2 separate regions of the Zea mays genome follow, and region 2 is linked to region 1. The links are chromatin contacts, called in public Hi-C maps. All regions are on one chromosome and are shown on one strand. Each heading gives the region's core, a stretch centred on a gene start, on an enhancer-like site or on the middle of the called end of the contact. The rest is flanking DNA. Distances are from core to core; before and after follow the strand shown.

Region 1 (3,464 bases), core at 884-3,383:
TGTTGCTAAGATGTTGACTTTTTGATTGCATAAAAGTTTAATTTTTGTCACTCTGGCTCGCCTTAAGTGACGACTAGCCCCATTGCCCACCTTGGTGCGCCCAAAAACTGCACTCTTCTAACACCGCAGGTCATCTGAAGCAGGCCCAGACATCTCCTTTGGAGGCGAAGCAATCACTTTATGAGGCCAACCATGTCTCACTGAACCCCTTACCCACATGGGTCTAGGAGACGAGCGGATCCACCTTACGATTTTGTCTCGCTTGACCCTCGATCCCTAAGGGTCTCAAGAAAAGCGACTTATCCTCAAGTCTCTGCTTCACCTAACCCTGACCCACAAGAATCTCGAGGCTAGGAAACCTTAACCTAGAGTTCCGCCTTGCCTAGAGGTCAAATACTTTGCCCGACCGCGTGGGTCTAAAATTTGTTAGTTTGTACCATCTCGAGCACTATAGACATGGGAACATATGAGTCAGACTCTAACATGGGTGTGTGGCCTAAATGACGTTGGTATGTTAGAATACAGTCGTCACATGTCATGGCATGACGCCAAACACATGTTCAATCACCCCATCACAGATAAGTCAACAAAGTACGACAAATAAACCACTACAGGACAAGATGGTGCATAACGACATGGTTTAGGATAACGATGGCATCTCTATAGTACCTTGACAGAAGAAGGCTCATCCATGGAGTTCTTCGGCCGGCGAGAACCCTAGAGGAAAAGAAGCTACATAATAGGGTCTGGCCCCTAATCATTCCGTCTGACCCCTCGGACTTATCTAATAGATCCTTCTCTAACCTTGGCCTATGAAAGGAAGGGAAGGATCATGATATGAGGACGTGCAACCACTTGTAGACATAGCCAACAAGTCAACACATCACACTTGTAATCGCATAGAGAACTTGTCACCTCGCTCGCACACTCACTAGAGACTTGGGAGCTCTTCCCTCTCTCGCCTATTTGTAACCCCCTACTACAAACTAAGTGCAAGGTAACACAAGTTACTCAACTAGACGCATGGACATTCAGTCGTCCGAACTAATATAAAATCTTTGTGTCCACTTTGCACATCATCCACACCAAGACACACAAACCACTAGAATAACTATCTTGTGGTTACGAAACACCGACAATATTTCACTAAGAAGTGCTCAACTAGAGCCCAATCACTTATACATGGGGATGTGGTTCCCTATGGTTCAGGCCTTGACCCATGCTTTGAGGTCCAACCCACATAATCATTCCCTTACACGGGCCCATCCACCATAGGTTGGTTCATCCATACCGACCAAGGGAACCGACGAGTATTTTTTTTAATCTCAGCCTAAAATTCACTCCCACGGGAAATCGAACATAGAACTTGAGGATTGCTACTCAGACCAACTAACCAACTCAGCTAGAGGTTATCACGATTCAATATCGGATGTCCTTCTATGGAGCCACGACGCAACTGTTTAGTGTATGCTCTGTCCAGTAGCATATATTTCATCATCATCATCGGAATGGTCCAAGGAATCCTCACTTGATTCAGGGTCTATTTGGTTTAGTTGTAGATTCCTGCAAATCTGATTCTAGTTGTGAACTACAAAAAAAGGTGTTGCGAGCTAATGGTTTTGCGATTCCTGAATAATCTTATTCTAACTCTGAACTGTGAAAAAAATTATTGTGGTCTTACAGTTGGAAAAACTAAAATATGTTTGGCTAAACAGCTGACAACTAAATAGATAGCATGAACCTAGAAAGTATGGGGTAGAAGTTAATTCTAAACTGAACCGGAGAAATATGTAGATTTCCAGGAATCTATTCTGTTGTAGACGTTTGGTTGAGATTCCATATTTTTTACAGCAAATTTGTTTTAGAAAGGTGAACTAAACACATCCAAAAACTTCGGAAATTCACGATAGAGGACCACCTTAGGATAAGGGAAAAATTATAAGGGGATGCCACCGAAAAACCTACCTGACTTGGCCCTGGTCGGTTGTACTGTACTCTTCCCCGGCGTTGGAATCCCAGCGTAGCCGGCTGCAGTACCTCAGTAGCTGACGAAAGGGCTATGGGCAGGCGGGTAAATGTCAGCACCGATGACAAATGCAGAGAAGTGCCTCGCGGCTGGCCAATGGCAGGGCGCCAGTGCCTCGTTCTATAGCTCTGGCCTAGTCCAGTTAACGCGTCGAGCGTGCGAGACAACAGACGGCGCAAGCGACAACGAAACTGGATCTGTTACGTGCCCCATTGAAATATGCAGAGTGGCTTCAATTATGAAGAGTCCGTTGGAATGTTATTATGAAGAGCTATCTATTTCAACGATCCACTAAATATTGAGTTTGGAGATTTAGTTTACAAAATCTCTTAGATATTGCTCTCTAAACCTGGTACCTATAAACCAAACCAGATATTGCTCACATGTCAACTGGGTTCAAACCGTCCAATTTAAACATCAGACGAATCCATAGCTCATACAGATACTTAACTGCCAGATTAAGAAAGGAGACACGGAATCATGAAGCAAATATTAGGCGATAGATATAAAAGCATATTACACCGTATCGGAGGAACGATGTCAGCAGGGAACTACACCCGTGAGCTCTGAACTGTCAAGCTGAAATGGTTATAGCACCGCCACAAATGAATCAGAGTTTTCGTTAGGAAACCCAGCTCTCATCCTGGATCCAATGTTTGTACCCTACGTTTTCTGCTACTCTAGCACCAAAAAGATGTTGCCAAGGTATCATCAAGTCTGCAACGCTAGAATCCTGTTGGAGTGGCAAGAAAAGCAGCAGGTGGCGGACCTTCTATATCATACACAGAAAGGACAGCCTTACTTAATGCCTTCAAATGTCAAGTTGATCTATGTTGATCATGCTAGCAGCTTTCTGGATCAGTTCCTTCCTATATTCAACCTGGAAAGATACAATATGGAGATTTTTAGTAACATGGAGAATAAAACATTAGCTTCTAAGTGTTTTTAGGAATCTTGGTTGCTTACCCGGGTGCCCATAAGTGACGAGAACACAACATTGGCCTCGGCAGCATCTTCAACCCTAAGCTGCTTCAACAGCCGCCTCTCAGGATCCATCGTTGTTTCCCATAATTGTGCAGGCATCATCTCACCCAAACCTGTTGCAACACCAGAAAAGCAAATAGAAGATAACGACAAAGGAAACATAAGAACCACTGAATATGTAAAGACTTGAAACCGACATAAGACGGTATAGTCATCCAGTCAGGGTGAGTGGAGACAAATAATCTGTCGGTTGGAGGTGGGGAGGATGGGTGCCAGTTTGAGGGGTTTGTCAAGATGAAATAGAAGGCAATTAAAAATGTGCACTGAAGTAAGAAAAATGTTTTTTTATGTGCCAGGATATTTTCTTAGAAGCTCATTGTTCAATAGTTAAATGTACCTTTAAACCTCTGGATATGATATGATGCATTTGCAGGGAAGGTGTTAACTATCTCTT
Region 2 (3,676 bases), core at 54-2,553, 970 kb after region 1:
GTGGACAGTGCCGGCTACAATAAGAGCTACAAGTTGTGCTACAACAACTGCAAGGAGGAGCGACAGTGATCAAAGTCAAAAAAAGACTATGAGAAGACATGAGAGATCATATGCCATACATACCTGCACCCCACCCAGTTCTATCTCCACTAGCTTCTTGATAGTTTCCAATAAACTGCAAAAGTTGTTCCAATTATCAGTTCATAATAAGACAAAATTCCAAGCAGTAAGCACACTTCTTGAATCTTGATGAAGAGCCGACGAATCCAGAAGTAATTAATGTTATAACACAGAAGTAACCATAAAACGGATATCCACACCAACATAAGGGGATGGTTATCGTCATCTCACTCACTTTTTTGTTTGGTTTTTAGAATGAAATGGATTAATCCACCATGACGCATGAGGATGGAGTCATCCCACCAAATAAATTTCATGGGATAAAGTCATGCATGGTACACCACCTCATTTACGACGGCTGGTTCCTGACCAAACACGCCCTATGTTTATTTACTACTTCACTGTGGCCGTACATTACCACTTCAATTTAGCAAATCAGAAAGAGGGGCAATGTCTTTGCCACCATCGACAGTGGACTTCGCTAATTTGCCACCAGACCCACAAATCATACCAGACCCACAAATCATAGATGGCAAACTAGCAAAGTGTCAACACCACTTGGGGGTGGCCAAATTGCAAATATTTCCAATGCCAATGGCTTCTGCACCAATGCACCATTTGAGGAACGAGAAAGAAAGTTAGAAATAACAGGAACTACAAGGAGAAACGCACGGTGAGGAGTAGCAGGAATAGGAGGGAGCAGACGAATCCACCGGCAATGGTCATGAGCTCCGACGAGGCGAACTTGGCCCTGTACATCTCCAGCAGCGACAGCGTCACTGCGAAGAGGAGCAGTGACAGCAGCATCGACCGCCCCGTGCTCGCCATCTGACAAGAGGACTGCAAAATCAGTGACAGATCTCTGTACACCCGATATTTTTCCCCAAAAAATCAAAGTTAGTAGGCATAATACATATCCACTTGTAGTAATTAGATCAGATCCGAATACAAATAGCTTAAATTAGGGTTTGGGTGCTCGGTTTCGCACAGCAGGGAGAGAATAAGGGTTGCGTTACCTGGTGGTGTTCGCCGCGGCGAAGGGTCCGACGTAGACCTGGGGACCTGGAGTAGGCCGGCAGCGGCTGTCGCCAGTCGTCGCCGGGATGGAGAGATTTTAACGTAGGCCGGATGAACGCAAGTGAACGGACGGGTGAAGAAATAGCAGAGGTGACACTGACACCGTGGGCTGGGCCTCTGGGGCAGCTCGGAAAACATCTTTTTATTTTGATGAGGTTTTTTAATTTATCTTTTAATAATAAAATTGTCCGAATCACAAGTTTTCAAAGCATATTAGCATATTAGGGTCTATTTGGTTGGACTGTGGCTGTGAAAAAACTGTTGTGAGCTGTAAAAAAAGTTGTTGTGTGCTGTGAACTGCTAAAAAGCTAAAAATCGTTTAGTGGAAACCATTAAAAACCGCTAAAAATTATTCCATATATATTTTCACAGTTCCACATAAAAGCTACTAAAAGCAGGTCTAGAGATGCTTTCAGTTTTACACTACAAGAAAATCGGCTTTTAGAAAAAGCTGCCTTTCAGATTCGGCCATTTGGTTTGACCTTTGGCTTTTAGGGGCAAAAGCCAAAGCTAAAAGTCAAACCAAACACACCCTTAGTCGTTGCCCATGCGTTACGACGGCTTACAATAATACCCACGTGAACTATCCATAAAAAAATTCAAGGTTTTTTATTGATTGTCTCCGCTCTCTGTATAATATTTTTTTATTTGCCTAACTGATGTTATTGTTTACCCCATGCAATATGTCTTGGTACAACACGACCAATGAAGTGAGCAATTAGAAGAGAGTTCATGAGAGCTCCTAGAGGGGGTGAATAGGTGATCCTGTAAAATCAAGTACTAAATAGCCAAAACTTGGTTATGAAGTGTTAGTGCGATTTAAAACCAGGTTGCTAAAGTGGGAACTTTAGAAGAAAACAAATCACAATTAAGATGGACACAAGACACGGTGATTTTTATCCCGTGGTTCGATCAATGCCTACTTCACGTTGTGTTGACCTCCTTCGGTCAAGGATTGTACTCAATCCCTCTCAAGTGATCCAATGATCAACTTTGAGTACCATGGTTTCCTTCCTTCGCAGTTTTCCCGTTTGCGAGGAATCTCCACAAATTGGAGCCTCTCGCCCTTACAATATTTGATCACAAGAGAAGCACAAGAGTAAGGGAGGGAAAGCAACACACGCAAGACTCAATTCGCAGCAAACACACACACTCAAGCTAAGACGTGAGCACAAAACACGGCACAGAGAGTTCGCAACTCAAATGTTGCTCAAATCTCTAACACAGTGATCCAAATGCATGGTGGCGGAGTCTAGGCGTCTAGGGATGATCAGAGAATGCTTGGTGTACTACTCCATGCGCCTAGGGGTCCCTTTTATAGTCCTAAGGCAGCTAGGAGCCGTTGGAGATCCAATTGGAAGGCAATTCTTGCCTTCTGTCGGGTGGCGCACCGGATAGTCTGGTGCACCACCGGACATGAACAGTAGCAGTCTGGAGCCCGATCTCCTTCTTTATCGGGCGCAGACGACCGTTGGACCTTTGGTCCCGTTGGCGCACCGGACACTGTCCGTTGCCCACCTGACAGTCCGGTGTGACCAACTGATCGTTAGTGCGGGCCAGGCGTCGCCCGCTGATTGCGCTGCCGACCGTTGGTCGCGGGCGCCGTTGGCTCACCGGACAGTCCGGTGAATTTTAGCCGTGGCGCCTTCGCTTTTTCCCGAGAGCGACGAGTTCGTCGTCGGGCCAACCTGGGCACCGGACAGTCCGGTGCACTACAGGCTGGTGCAGGTTTGGCTAAACTTATCTAAAACTTCTCCTGTCCGATTCCAGTTTTCTTGGCTATGTTCCTAGCACTTAGAGAAATATATTAGTATCCAAAAACATTTTACTAGGGCTATAAACATACCTTGATTCTTGATTTGCACTTCTCAACCACTTAGCTCATATGAACTAAAACATTATGTGTTGGGAATCTAATCACCAAAACACTTATAGAAATGGCCCAAGGGCACATTTCCCTTTCAATCTCCCCCTTTTTCGTGATTTATGCCAATACATTAAAAAGCAACTAAAAGTGCAACATTATTCTCAAAAGTGCATATATGAAGACCAAATTTTCTCACTTGAGATTTGGCATATTTGGATCACTTCTGCCACCACTTGGTTTGTTTTTGCAAATCAAATTCTTTTTCCTATTTCTAAGCCAAACACACTTGTTTGGGCAAATAGAGAGATGTTTCAAGAGTAGTTTTGATCAAGAGCCAAAAACTCCCCCTTTTCCCATAATTAAAATTCTCCCCCATAAGAGACCAAATTTTGCAATAAGAGGATTTTGGACAAAATACAAATTCTAACTCTACTAGTTTCAAAGTTCACAAGTGGTTGGCTGATCCATTTGCTTTGGCCTTAATTTCTTCCCCTTTGGCATTAAGCACCAAAACAGGATAACTTTTGGCCCTTTAATCCCATTGCCTCACCAAAATGTCAAATTGAAGCGAAAAAGGCAATGAGAACACAAAAAGGAATATAGGACAAGATA

The links. A called contact is a pair of places that touch in the nucleus more often than the background predicts.
Region 2: a Hi-C map of tassel shows a contact between it and region 1, with 2.8 times the contacts expected there. The contact joins the promoter of LOC100284410 here to the enhancer-like site in region 1. A contact is called at or near these places in 3 of 25 Hi-C or Micro-C datasets (ear, leaf and tassel).

What each region holds. Positions count from the first base shown.
Region 1 is chr3:42,800,833-42,804,296 of Zm-B73-REFERENCE-NAM-5.0, forward strand. It overlaps LOC100382343 (DNA gyrase subunit B mitochondrial), which reads right to left. Exons shown (of 21, transcript NM_001175090.1): 19 at 3,408-3,464; 20 at 2,993-3,123; 21 at 2,506-2,906. The coding sequence ends at 2,838. Among protein-coding and RNA genes, the nearest start is that of LOC100382343, 18 kb to the right of the region's middle. Within about 2 kb of position 2,134, at least 13 of the 20 cell types and tissues checked have an H3K27ac peak or open chromatin away from gene starts, as enhancers often do. A contact at or near this core is called in ear and tassel, where this site is marked.
Region 2 is chr3:43,770,967-43,774,642 of Zm-B73-REFERENCE-NAM-5.0, forward strand. It overlaps LOC100284410, which reads right to left and starts at 1,304. Exons shown (of 5, transcript NM_001157305.2): 1 at 1,137-1,304; 2 at 793-948; 3 at 124-175; 4 at 1-47. The coding sequence starts at 948.